Regions from separate parts of the Mus musculus genome. Here region 2 is linked to region 1. The links are chromatin contacts, called in public Hi-C maps. All regions are on one chromosome and are shown on one strand. Each heading gives the region's core, a stretch centred on a gene start, on an enhancer-like site or on the middle of the called end of the contact. The rest is flanking DNA. Distances are from core to core; before and after follow the strand shown. Region 1 has its middle 44 kb from the start of Gm34983. Region 2 has its middle 35 kb from the start of Gm20110.

What was found. A called contact is a pair of places that touch in the nucleus more often than the background predicts.
Region 2: a Hi-C map of the N1E-115 cell line shows a contact between it and region 1, with 4 times the contacts expected there. The contact joins two enhancer-like sites. A contact is called at or near these places in 5 of 39 promoter capture datasets (the 3T3-L1 cell line, embryonic stem cells, hippocampal neurons and 1 more), 2 of 15 datasets of contacts at CTCF or cohesin (embryonic stem cells and pro-B cells), 38 of 484 Hi-C or Micro-C datasets (B cells, the C2C12 cell line, DN3 thymocytes and 21 more) and 3 of 115 datasets of contacts at active chromatin or transcription factors (embryonic stem cells, fibro-adipogenic progenitors and microglia).

The regions. Positions count from the first base shown.
Region 1 is chr10:99,413,216-99,418,474 of GRCm38.p6, reverse strand. No RefSeq gene overlaps it. Among named protein-coding and RNA genes, the nearest start is that of Gm34983, 44 kb to the left of the region's middle. Within about 2 kb of position 1,509, at least 36 of the 459 cell types and tissues checked have an H3K27ac peak or open chromatin away from gene starts, as enhancers often do. A contact at or near this core is called in the N1E-115 cell line, Th2 cells and pro-B cells, where this site is marked.
Region 2 is chr10:99,571,829-99,576,627 of GRCm38.p6, reverse strand. No RefSeq gene overlaps it. Among named protein-coding and RNA genes, the nearest start is that of Gm20110, 35 kb to the left of the region's middle. Within about 2 kb of position 2,402, at least 13 of the 459 cell types and tissues checked have an H3K27ac peak or open chromatin away from gene starts, as enhancers often do. A contact at or near this core is called in the N1E-115 cell line, Th2 cells and pro-B cells, where this site is marked.

The sequences.
Region 1 (5,259 bases), core at 260-2,759:
TAAGGAGAGAAACACGGAAAATGTCAAAGGTAGAGGACACAGGAGAGGTTGGAGGGAGGAACGGAGTCTTAGCTGCTTTGTCATTGCTGGGATAAGATGCTATGTTCATGAAAATCATAGAAAAAAAAAGTTTATTTGGGGCTTATGGTTTCATAGAATGAGTCTATGATGGTGGAACAGTGGGAGCAAGAGGCAGGTTTCTGGAGCGATGCTGGAAGCTCACGTCTCAATGAGCAAGCAGGAGAGAGAGAGAGAGAGAGAGAGAGAGAGAGAGAGAGAGAGAGAGAGAGAGAGAGAGAGAGAGAGAGAGAGAGAGAGAGAGAGAACGCAATAGATATGGTGAGATGATTTGAAAACCTCAAACTGGCCCACAGCAAGACTACACCTCTTAATATCTCCCAAACAGCCGCCAAATGGAAGACAAATATTCAAATACATGAGCTTATGTAGTCCTGTTGCCTGTGCTCTGGACAGCTCTCCAAAGGACTCTACCTGCCCTTGGGGGTTGGAACCGAGCTGGTGAAGAATCAATGACACAGAGCAGGTGAGAAACCTGCAGCAAACTCCTTTAATACCCTCCACCCGCGCCCCCATTGGTCCCAAGAAAACACCTCTTCCAAATAGCAGTTCCTGATTGGCTGGCACTCTTTGCATGAGCAATCCTTGGTCTCTCAGCAGTCCTCAAACAGGTCCTCCTGCAGGAGCTGCTTGGGGGCGGAGCGAGGGTGGGATGGCGGGAGGGGGGAGTATGGGGGTGGGGACAGCGTTTACAAAGAGGCAGCCCTGCTGTCCCTGCTACATGAGCCATTCTCATTCAAACCATCACAAAAGGAGGGGGGAAATGAAATGATTATATTTTAATTAAACTTTTTAATTGTTAAGGGAAAGAAAGAAAGAAAGAAAAAAAGAAAGAAAGAACAAAAGAAAGAGTGATTAAAAAAAATACCAGACTTCAACTTTTTGGATTCTACATGCATACAAACGAATCTATTTATATCCATGTATATACATAAGCACACACTCATGAACACACTTACATAAACATGTGCATACATACACACACACATACAAAAAAAACAGAAAAAAAGTTTGGTATTCAATTCATTTTCACTTCCTTTTAGATGTTTTTCCCCCACTAAAATCTGGTTCCTGAGTCCAGGATGATCTTGGCACCCACCACCTACGAGGAACTCTGTTAATGCGGGCAGAACACAATGCCTTCCTGACGGGGCCTGCAGACAACTGCAGTGCTTGTCACTGAGAGACTTCTGGGAGCTTTGTGCTTTCTTCACCCTGACATCTAAAGAAGATGGAAGATCCTTATTTTAAGATTTTTCAAAGATTGTCTGGATCTTAGTCAGAAAGTGTCACAAAGAAAAGAAGAAAAGTTTTAGTGTTTCTGTGTGTTGGGTTTTTTTTTTTTTTTCAAACTCACTTCCTGCCTACCCAAGTAGCAAGCAGGGCCTTGGTGGTTCTGTTTTGAAGTGGCAATTTCTATAACATCCTTTTGAGATAATTATCTGTTTTTGTGGTTTTGAAAGAATACAATAAAACCTAATTTGAATGCAGATGAGATATTAAAACTGAGGGAATTTTTTTTTTCTAATTCCACCTTTGCAATTTACCTTAGGAAAAAAATTCTTTTTGATTTCTCCCTCAAATTTTTATCAATTATCATCAGTGTAATTTCTTAACAAATTAGACCTTTCGTTCCTTTCCTGCTCATTGATTTTCGGTTCATCCAGTTTCCAATTTGATGCATCTCTTTTAAAGAAAACAGGCAGACCATGCCAGGGAATGATCACACGTTCCCCAAAATGAGGTCTTAATTTCAACTATAGCTGTGGACGAGTGAACTACAACCTGAATAAATACAAAACATCTGACCCTTGCAGCGCTGAGATTGGCCAGATCGCAATCAACTGGTACTTCCTTCTTCCTAATTTTAATTCCATTTGAGAATTGCCCGTGATAATTGGACCCAGGTCTCTTCCCAAAGTAACATTATCTCAGAGTTTACAATTTCGTTAACCTCCTGTGATTAGCAAGAGGAGCATGCCAAAGCCCTCACTGATTGCTCTGGGCTGGGACACGTGGCTCCAGCAAGCCTTGCTTGCATGAAAAGTGGCCGACACTGTGTGACCAACCCAAGCTGATGCAATTCCTTCACAGAGAAAGTACAGTAAAGGGTCCCCAGTTAAGTCACAGAACTGCAGGGGAGCCGTCATGCTGGTTTTAAAAATGAAAACCACCAAGTAACTGAGAAATTACTTTGAATAAGTTCAAGTAAAAACCGTAAGTTCAAGAACCATATTAAAACGTAGAGGATCTGGACTTCTCTGATTGAATAAATACCTTCTTAGCTTACTTCATAACCAGAGATGGAAAAATATTAAAATTAAATGGGATAATTACTTTTCAAATCTGATCTAGCGCTCATAAGAACGAAGCAGGAAATTTTAGATAATCACACCTCTAGTCATAAGTAAGTAGCTAATGAAATCTCAAACTGGGAACATTGATTTTTGAAGAGACCTGAGTCAAATTATAATGAGACCAAATATAGAACTAAAATTAGGTAAGAACTCAAGTAACGTTTTAGTAAAATAATCTCATATTTATAGTATGCCTAAAAGGTATGTTAAATGTAATATTGTTTTGATCATTGGTGTGAGAAGAAACATTTAGAATATAAAATCCAGTTACTGCAGAGATGTTTAGAACTCTTTTCTACCTCAGCTTTAAGAAAAAAAAACTTTGAAAATAACTTTCTATTTCTTCCTTAAATATCTTTGAAAATAATAATCGGATGTAAAATAAATTTCTAAAAGTTTAGAGTGCTTAGAGGTTCTGTAAACTTGAAAGGATATTCATAGTGCATCATGAAAATAAAATCTTTCCCCTTATAGCATCTGGGAAAACCCACACAGCAATTCACACAACACAAATCTCTGGAATGGTGGGCTATGTGTCGTTTCCTCTCCTACCATATTATTGAATAGATGGATAATCGCATGCTTGATAGCATGAGAGATGATGCGAATTCTCTAACAGGGTCTCCTATATTCAGGAAAGGTGGAAAGGTGGACACAGGAAACGGCGAGGATGCTAGCCTGCTTTACTGTAGTGATGGCTTCACTAGCCATAGCTACATCATGACGAGCGTGTGAGAGAACCACCCTGCACACCTTCAGTTTACCGTCTTGGGCAGTGGCTCAGGAGGGTGATGGTTAAGGGATTAGGCAGCAAGCGTGAGGATCTGAGGCCAGATTCCCCACAACCTAGGTGAAGCCAGATATAGTATGGCACGCCTGTAATTCTAGTTCTCATACATGGAGGTGAGGACAGAAGATGCCATGGAAGCTCATGTACCAATAGTTTGCCTGACATAGTGGCTCATAACGGTTCAGTCTCAGATGAAGTAGAAGGTGAGAAATGAAACACAAAGTTGTCTTCTGGCCTTTACACGCTTTGTGCCTTAGTAGACATGTGTGTACACGCATGCATACATATATGTATATATGTATAACTTTAAAAGTAACTGAATAAATATTTCTTGAGGGATTTTAAAAACTGGGCTCAGTACTGTTTGGAAATCCTGCTAATTAAGGTCAAAGTCTACCTCTGAACTTGGTACAAAATGGGGGACTCCCCTTTTTCCAGCAGGGCATTCATAGTACTTTAAACTCTAGCCAATGATTTTACATTCACCCTGAAAACTCCTTCCCACTCTCCAAGATTCATATATAGCCCTTGGTGTATAAGGTGTACGCACACCAGCTGTCTTTCTGAAGATTATCTAAGAGAACTGCTCCGTTGGATGTAGTCTAAAAGAGCTATAACATTAAAATCCTCAGAGAAGGCCTTCTTTGGAGAAGGTATATCCCACCCTCCTACCCTCCCATCCCCCCACCCACTCCTAGCCAAACCTGGAGCCTGCAGACCCCACCCATTCCAAACTCTGCTTCATCCTTCCAGCACCTGGTCACTCTGAGGGAGGAAACAGAGGATGCTGAACCACGGCTGGTCCCCAACACGCATACCACACAGTACTAGGCACTACAGAACAGGAACACACGGGTGCACAAAAGAAATCCTTATCCTGTTAGAGTTTGTTATCTACCAGGCTAACACAAACAAAGAATGCTATAAGGGCTGACAACATGGAGAGTGTTAGTTGGCGATAAATGTTTGGTATAAAAATTAAACAAATAGCCAGGCATGGTGGCACACGCCTTTAATCCCAGCACTTGGGAGGCAGAGGCAGGCAGATTTCTGAGTTCAAGGCCAGCCTGATCTACAAAGTGAGTTCCAGGACAGCCAGGGCTACACAGAGAAACCCTGTCTCCAAAAACCAAAAAAAAAAAAAAAAAAAAAAGAAAGAAAGAAATTAAACAAAGAAGCAACATTAGAGATGTCAGGTATAAGTACTGCCTAAACTGTGTGTGTTCAGCAAGGGCATATGTTAGTTGCATTTTTTTCTTAACCCAGCTAGCTCCCAAATAATTGAGAAAAGACTATTTTATTTATTGAACAGCTTTGAGGCACAATGAATGAGCAGTGTTAATCTATTTTAATCCGATAAACTAACCTGGCAAAATCCCTGAGATGCTTGCATTGTGTGACTTTCTCTGTTCCAGATGTTTTTATGATGTTTCGGGGACCCTTTTCTCCTGGCTGAATCTCCACTTCCTTTCTCTCCCTCTCGATCCCCTTGCTGGGAGGAAGTCCAGCCCTATTTTCTCCCTGTTCTGTCGCTGGCTGATCAGCTCTTTATTGACCAATCAGGGAATAACTGGAGAGCAATGTTTATACCACATGGAGGCAGGAGAGTCTCAGAGTAAGGACTACAACCAAACATGGGGACACAGAAGTCAACATTTGAGTAATACAAGAATTATCTTTATATGGGAAACAGTAACATTATGCCTACAGGGAAGGGTAGGATAAACATAGCAGATGGAATTGAGAGGAGATAAACTTAAAGTATGCTGACCATTATAAGACTTGTACTCTGTGTATGATAGAGAACCATTGGGAAGTTTTTGAGCAGAGATCCACTCATACTGTAACAAGATCACTATAGCCATTGTGTTATGGATATAATAAATGCATAGCCAAAGCAAGAAAACCACTTAAGAGGCGAGTCCAGCCATCTAAGAGAGAGATGGTGGTATAAGTCTTCTGGCTACCACTCTACATTTTCATGTACACTTGTGAATATTTTGTAATCATTAATATCATTACATCTACAGGTTG
Region 2 (4,799 bases), core at 1,153-3,652, 160 kb before region 1:
AAAGCTGTTTGGCAAGTGTTTTGGCTTGGATCTGAGTGACGCTGTCAATTCCAGTAAATAAGAAATCCGTGACTCAGAAAGGTTGAAGCATTGTATCAGAAAACCTAGACTTTGGGAGACTGGAGAGAGGCCAATTACCCAAGTCTGATCACGTGCTACGTGGAGGTGAAAGTGGTCTCTGCCAGGTCATTGTCTTGAAGCTCTGGGAAAAATGTATTTTATGTCCTGTATCTCAACTAAGGAAGAGTTGTAAACATTGTAGTCTATGAGTGGACAGAATAGCAGTTACAGCAGTTCCTGGCATGTATTAGCCTGCTAAATATTACTCATAATTATCATATCATTTTAAAGGTAAGCCAATCCAAAGATTCTTTTGTTTTACACTAGATGTGATTTTTCTTTCTAAAGCATTAAAGCACAGTATTTCTAAAAAGAAAGAAAGAAAGAAAGAAAGAAAGAAAGAAAGAAAGAAAGAAAGAAAGAAAGGAAAGAAGGGAGGGAGGGAGGGAGGGAGGGAGGGAGGAAGGAAGGAAGGAAGGAAGGAAGGAAGGAAGGAAGGAAGGAAGGAAGGAAGGAAGGAAGGGGAAAAAAAGAAAAACAATGGACTGAACGTACTGGACTCTATGGGTGTTAAGAGACTTGGGGAATTTGGCTCAATTTCAAAGCTGTCCCAAGACAATCATCATAACCGGGCCACCATCACTCTTCTGCCTTGCTTGTGCCTCCGGATATACCCTCTCCCCCCACCTCCTTTTTATGTAAACAACAGGTGCAAAGACTGGAGGGAGGAGAGAATATTCTTTTTTTCTTTCTTTCTTTTTTTCTGTCTAGCCACCAACACTGGGGTCAGAGTAAGGAGAATCACAACATGCAACAAAGGAAAGACACTTGAAGCCATTGAGAAGCTTCTTCTGGGAAGCTCAGAGCTCATTCAAGATTTGACCGCTTTTGCCAGATTACAAGAAGTTCCACTGGACGCGGAATAATAACTGGTTACTTTTAATTTGTGAGAAGATTGAAGGTCAAAGAAAGTGAAGGATCTAAGCACAGGAGTAACAGAGCAAATAAACCCAGATGGAAATTCTCGTCTTCATGTCAGCTCTGCAACAAACGGTTAATGCCTTGATGTGTTGCCATGGAAACAAGACCCCTATGTCAGGTTGACATTGATTCTAGCAATGGAGAAAGTGCCTTGCATTCTCTTCAACCTTGATTGTATTTCATTCAGAAAAAAAAAAATCTTCATTTTAAGAGATCAGCCCCATATCCTACGAGGACCAAAATACCAATACGGGCAATATGGTAATGTGAAATTCCATTACTGAAAATTTGCAAATTCATTTGTATCACATCTTATTTAATATGGCTTAAAAATGAAAAATTAAAGCCAGGCATGATGGGGCACCCCCTTAACCCCAGCACTCAGGAGACAGAGGAAAGTGGATCTCTTGAGATCATAGTAACAAGAGCTACACAGCAACACCCTGAATCAAAACAAAGAACAAAAGTAAGAATTAAAATATATATAACAAAAAGCAGGAACTACAAAGTCTTCACTAACATTATGCCCTTAGAATTTCCTTCCCTTAAAATATAGCTCAGAAGGGGTCTCTCTAGTGAAGAATTGATGAATAAATGTGTCTTTGCCACATTTAAAAAAAAAAAGGCTGTGAAATGATCAGACTAACAAAACAGGCTAGGCTTGAATGCTGGCCCTGTATCCTTAATCTATGGCCCTAATTCTGGGGATGGAGATACAGATCAGTGACTCAAACCATGCTTAGTATACACAAGGACCTAGATTTAACCCTTGGAACATTTGAACCTAAGTGAATCTATAGTTTCCTATGCCTCCATTTCTCACTGGTAACATAAAGACAATAGGACTTCCTACCTAGTAGGATATTCATGAAGATTAAGTAAGCTAAAACACAGAAATCGCTCTGAGTCTTGGACTCTCCACACTTTAGCTGTCCAAGTCTTTGTTGTAAAGCCAATTACTTTAGAATAGTTATAATTACTTGAAAACTCAAAGAACACCTAATATTGTTTTTAGATGCCCTGTAATTTAAGTAGGTTTGTTTTTTTCCTCCTTTCTGTTTTCTTTTGGGGTGGGAGAAGGGAAAACCTTAAACATAGCTCTGCAAGCACAAAAAGAACACACTTTTATCATCCTATGGGTCACTGAGAGAACAATGTTCCCAGAATGAGGTTGGACTCGCTGAGGAGGGTTTCTGCGGCCCTTTGCTTGGGTTTTCTAGGTCCCGTGCAAAGCATTCTGTTGTATCTGATCACAGCTCAGGCCCAGCTCGAGCGGAAGAACCACCGAGTGATGAGCTGGCTGCCAGGCCCTTTCACTTTAATTGTGGAGCTGGACTAGAAATTACCTAGCAACCACTTGAGTAAATGATAGGGAAAACTTGACAGAGTGGTTTCGCAATCGTAATCAGGCAAACATCTTTACGGTCCCTCTCCTGGCCGTATTTCCGGAGCCCTGTTCATCTGCAAGTCATCAGAATAAGCAGGTCCAATGAAGACTAACAGTGACACAAACACCTCAGAGGGAAGATGCTGAGAAAACACTTGGTCACAAAGACCTTGGGAAAGTAGCCTGCACGTTCGTCGGCGCCTACAAAGACATAGACAGCATTCCATAATGGGATGTCGTGGATGAGAAGTTTTTGTCGTGACACAGAATCAGCATCTTGGACAGATGTAACTGATCCTTAAGAATGCCACTTGAATATTCCTTCTCTTTGCCAGCCACCCAGTGACATGGTTCGGGGTTGGTTCTACCTTGCCCATCTAACTCTCTAAGTGCGTACAGTTGGAAAGTTCTAGGAAGCTGAGCTCAATCCCAGGCACTTCCCTTATAGGCGTGCAGAGACCACAGCATAAACACTTGCGGGAGCAAATTCCAAGTTGCCAAAAGATGATTTAACTACCCCAAATCTATTTACCGAGCAGCAACTAAGTAATGTACATTGGGTTTTGTGCTCAGAGTACAGAATTAAATCAATTTAAGTCCTTGCATTCAATAGCACGTTGCCAGAAGAGACGGCGCTAATGGAAATATAATAAAGCAACATGAAGCCTTTCTGCGTAAGAACGGGGTGCTGTGTGAGTACACAGCTAGCAGTTATAGTACTTAATACTTCTTTCGATATAGCTTTCTGCACATATTGACTTTTCCAAATCTCTTGAGAGCCCTAAAAGAAAACTGGGTGCACAGTGCTTAAGTGACTTACGGTCTTTTGCTATTGCCATCTTAGGACAAATGAGTTACATACTAGGAGAATTAAGGTTTTCTGGAAGGAGACCCAACATGCCATGCTGCTTGAGAAGTGAGTTCGACTCCATTAGACATCACGGAGGAAGAGAACCCCGGGAGAAGAAGGAAGCACACCCCAATATGGACACCATTAACCCTGGCAAGAGTGCTTCAGCAACAGGAATTCTACTTCCGTGTCCTCTTCTACGGCTGTGGAAGCTACAGAGCCAAGAGGTCATCCTCCTTCAGACTACCACTTGTCCTACCACAGACCCCACTTTCTAATCCAGGACCCCAGTAGTTGCCACTTCAGTGGCCTGAGGCCCCATGTGGAATGTCTTAAGACCTCATATTAACCTAGTAGGAGTAAAATGGGGTGCTGTCTACTCATAAAGAATGACCTCTACAGGGATGTGATGCCAACGGCCCCTGGAGGCGCAGGTTCAATACCCACAGACCCACATGCAAATCCTTTTGAGGGGCTGTACAGAGATGGGGTAGAAAGCTAAGGCTGGTGAGTATTCTCTATACTCTCCTAGGTTCTGACACTCTGATACTAAACTCTAGAGTCTACGAATCTCGACTCTAAAGTTAGCTTTAGGAAGCATTTTACAGGTGGCTTGGGTTTTAATCAAAAATAGAGGTTACGTATTTTATTATAAACTCAGGAGTGCAGTACACCTCATTTCAAGCAAGCTGTATCTCTTTTGCATTAATCTGCCTTATTTCTGTCATCTGTAATCCTTCTCTGACCCACCCCCTTCTCTTGTGCCTTCTCTGTTAGCCTCATGGATACACTTTAAGAATTTAGAAATATGAGGTGTGGTCTTTATTTATTCCCAAGCTCTGGGCTTTGCAAATGTTTAGGACTAGATAGAAGGGGATTTGTAACTATTTGTTGGGGAGATTAAAGGTAAACAAAAAAAAGCTGGAAGGTAAAATTTGAAGCAGAGAAAAAGAACATGGCGTTCAGAAGAGCACAGGCGCACCTATGCGAATTGCTAGCCGGCAGGTTGAGTTTGATTGTCAGAGTAATGAAGACCAGAAAGGAGTCCCAGCTGAAGAGCAGATGCTGGGGTTGGAGAACCAATCTGCTCTGCTCGCCAAAGAAATACCACACACACATTTTTTTCTCTCTCATTCCATTTGCTTCTATCTAGAGTTACTGGGGGGGGGGGGGGAGAGAGAGAGAGAGAGAGAGAGAGAGAGAGAGAGAGAGAGAGAGAGAGAGAATATGAAAATGTCTGTTATAGTAATAAGAATCCAAGAGTCCAAGGAGAAAGGCATGTTGCAGATAGAAGAGCCAACATCTAAGGGGAAACCAGCAATTCTGTCACTCTCAACCAGCTTTCTCTTGGGAGAAAAATGAAATCCAAGCTGAGCCAGGAATCTAGGGACATCAGTAGCAGGGCAGGAAAAAGGAGCAGGTAAAATGAGCCTATCAGAACAGGTTACCAGAAAGCTCAGGTAGGTCCTTGCACAAGACACCCAGCATATTTGGAATGAGGCTTGACAACCCCCCCCCACC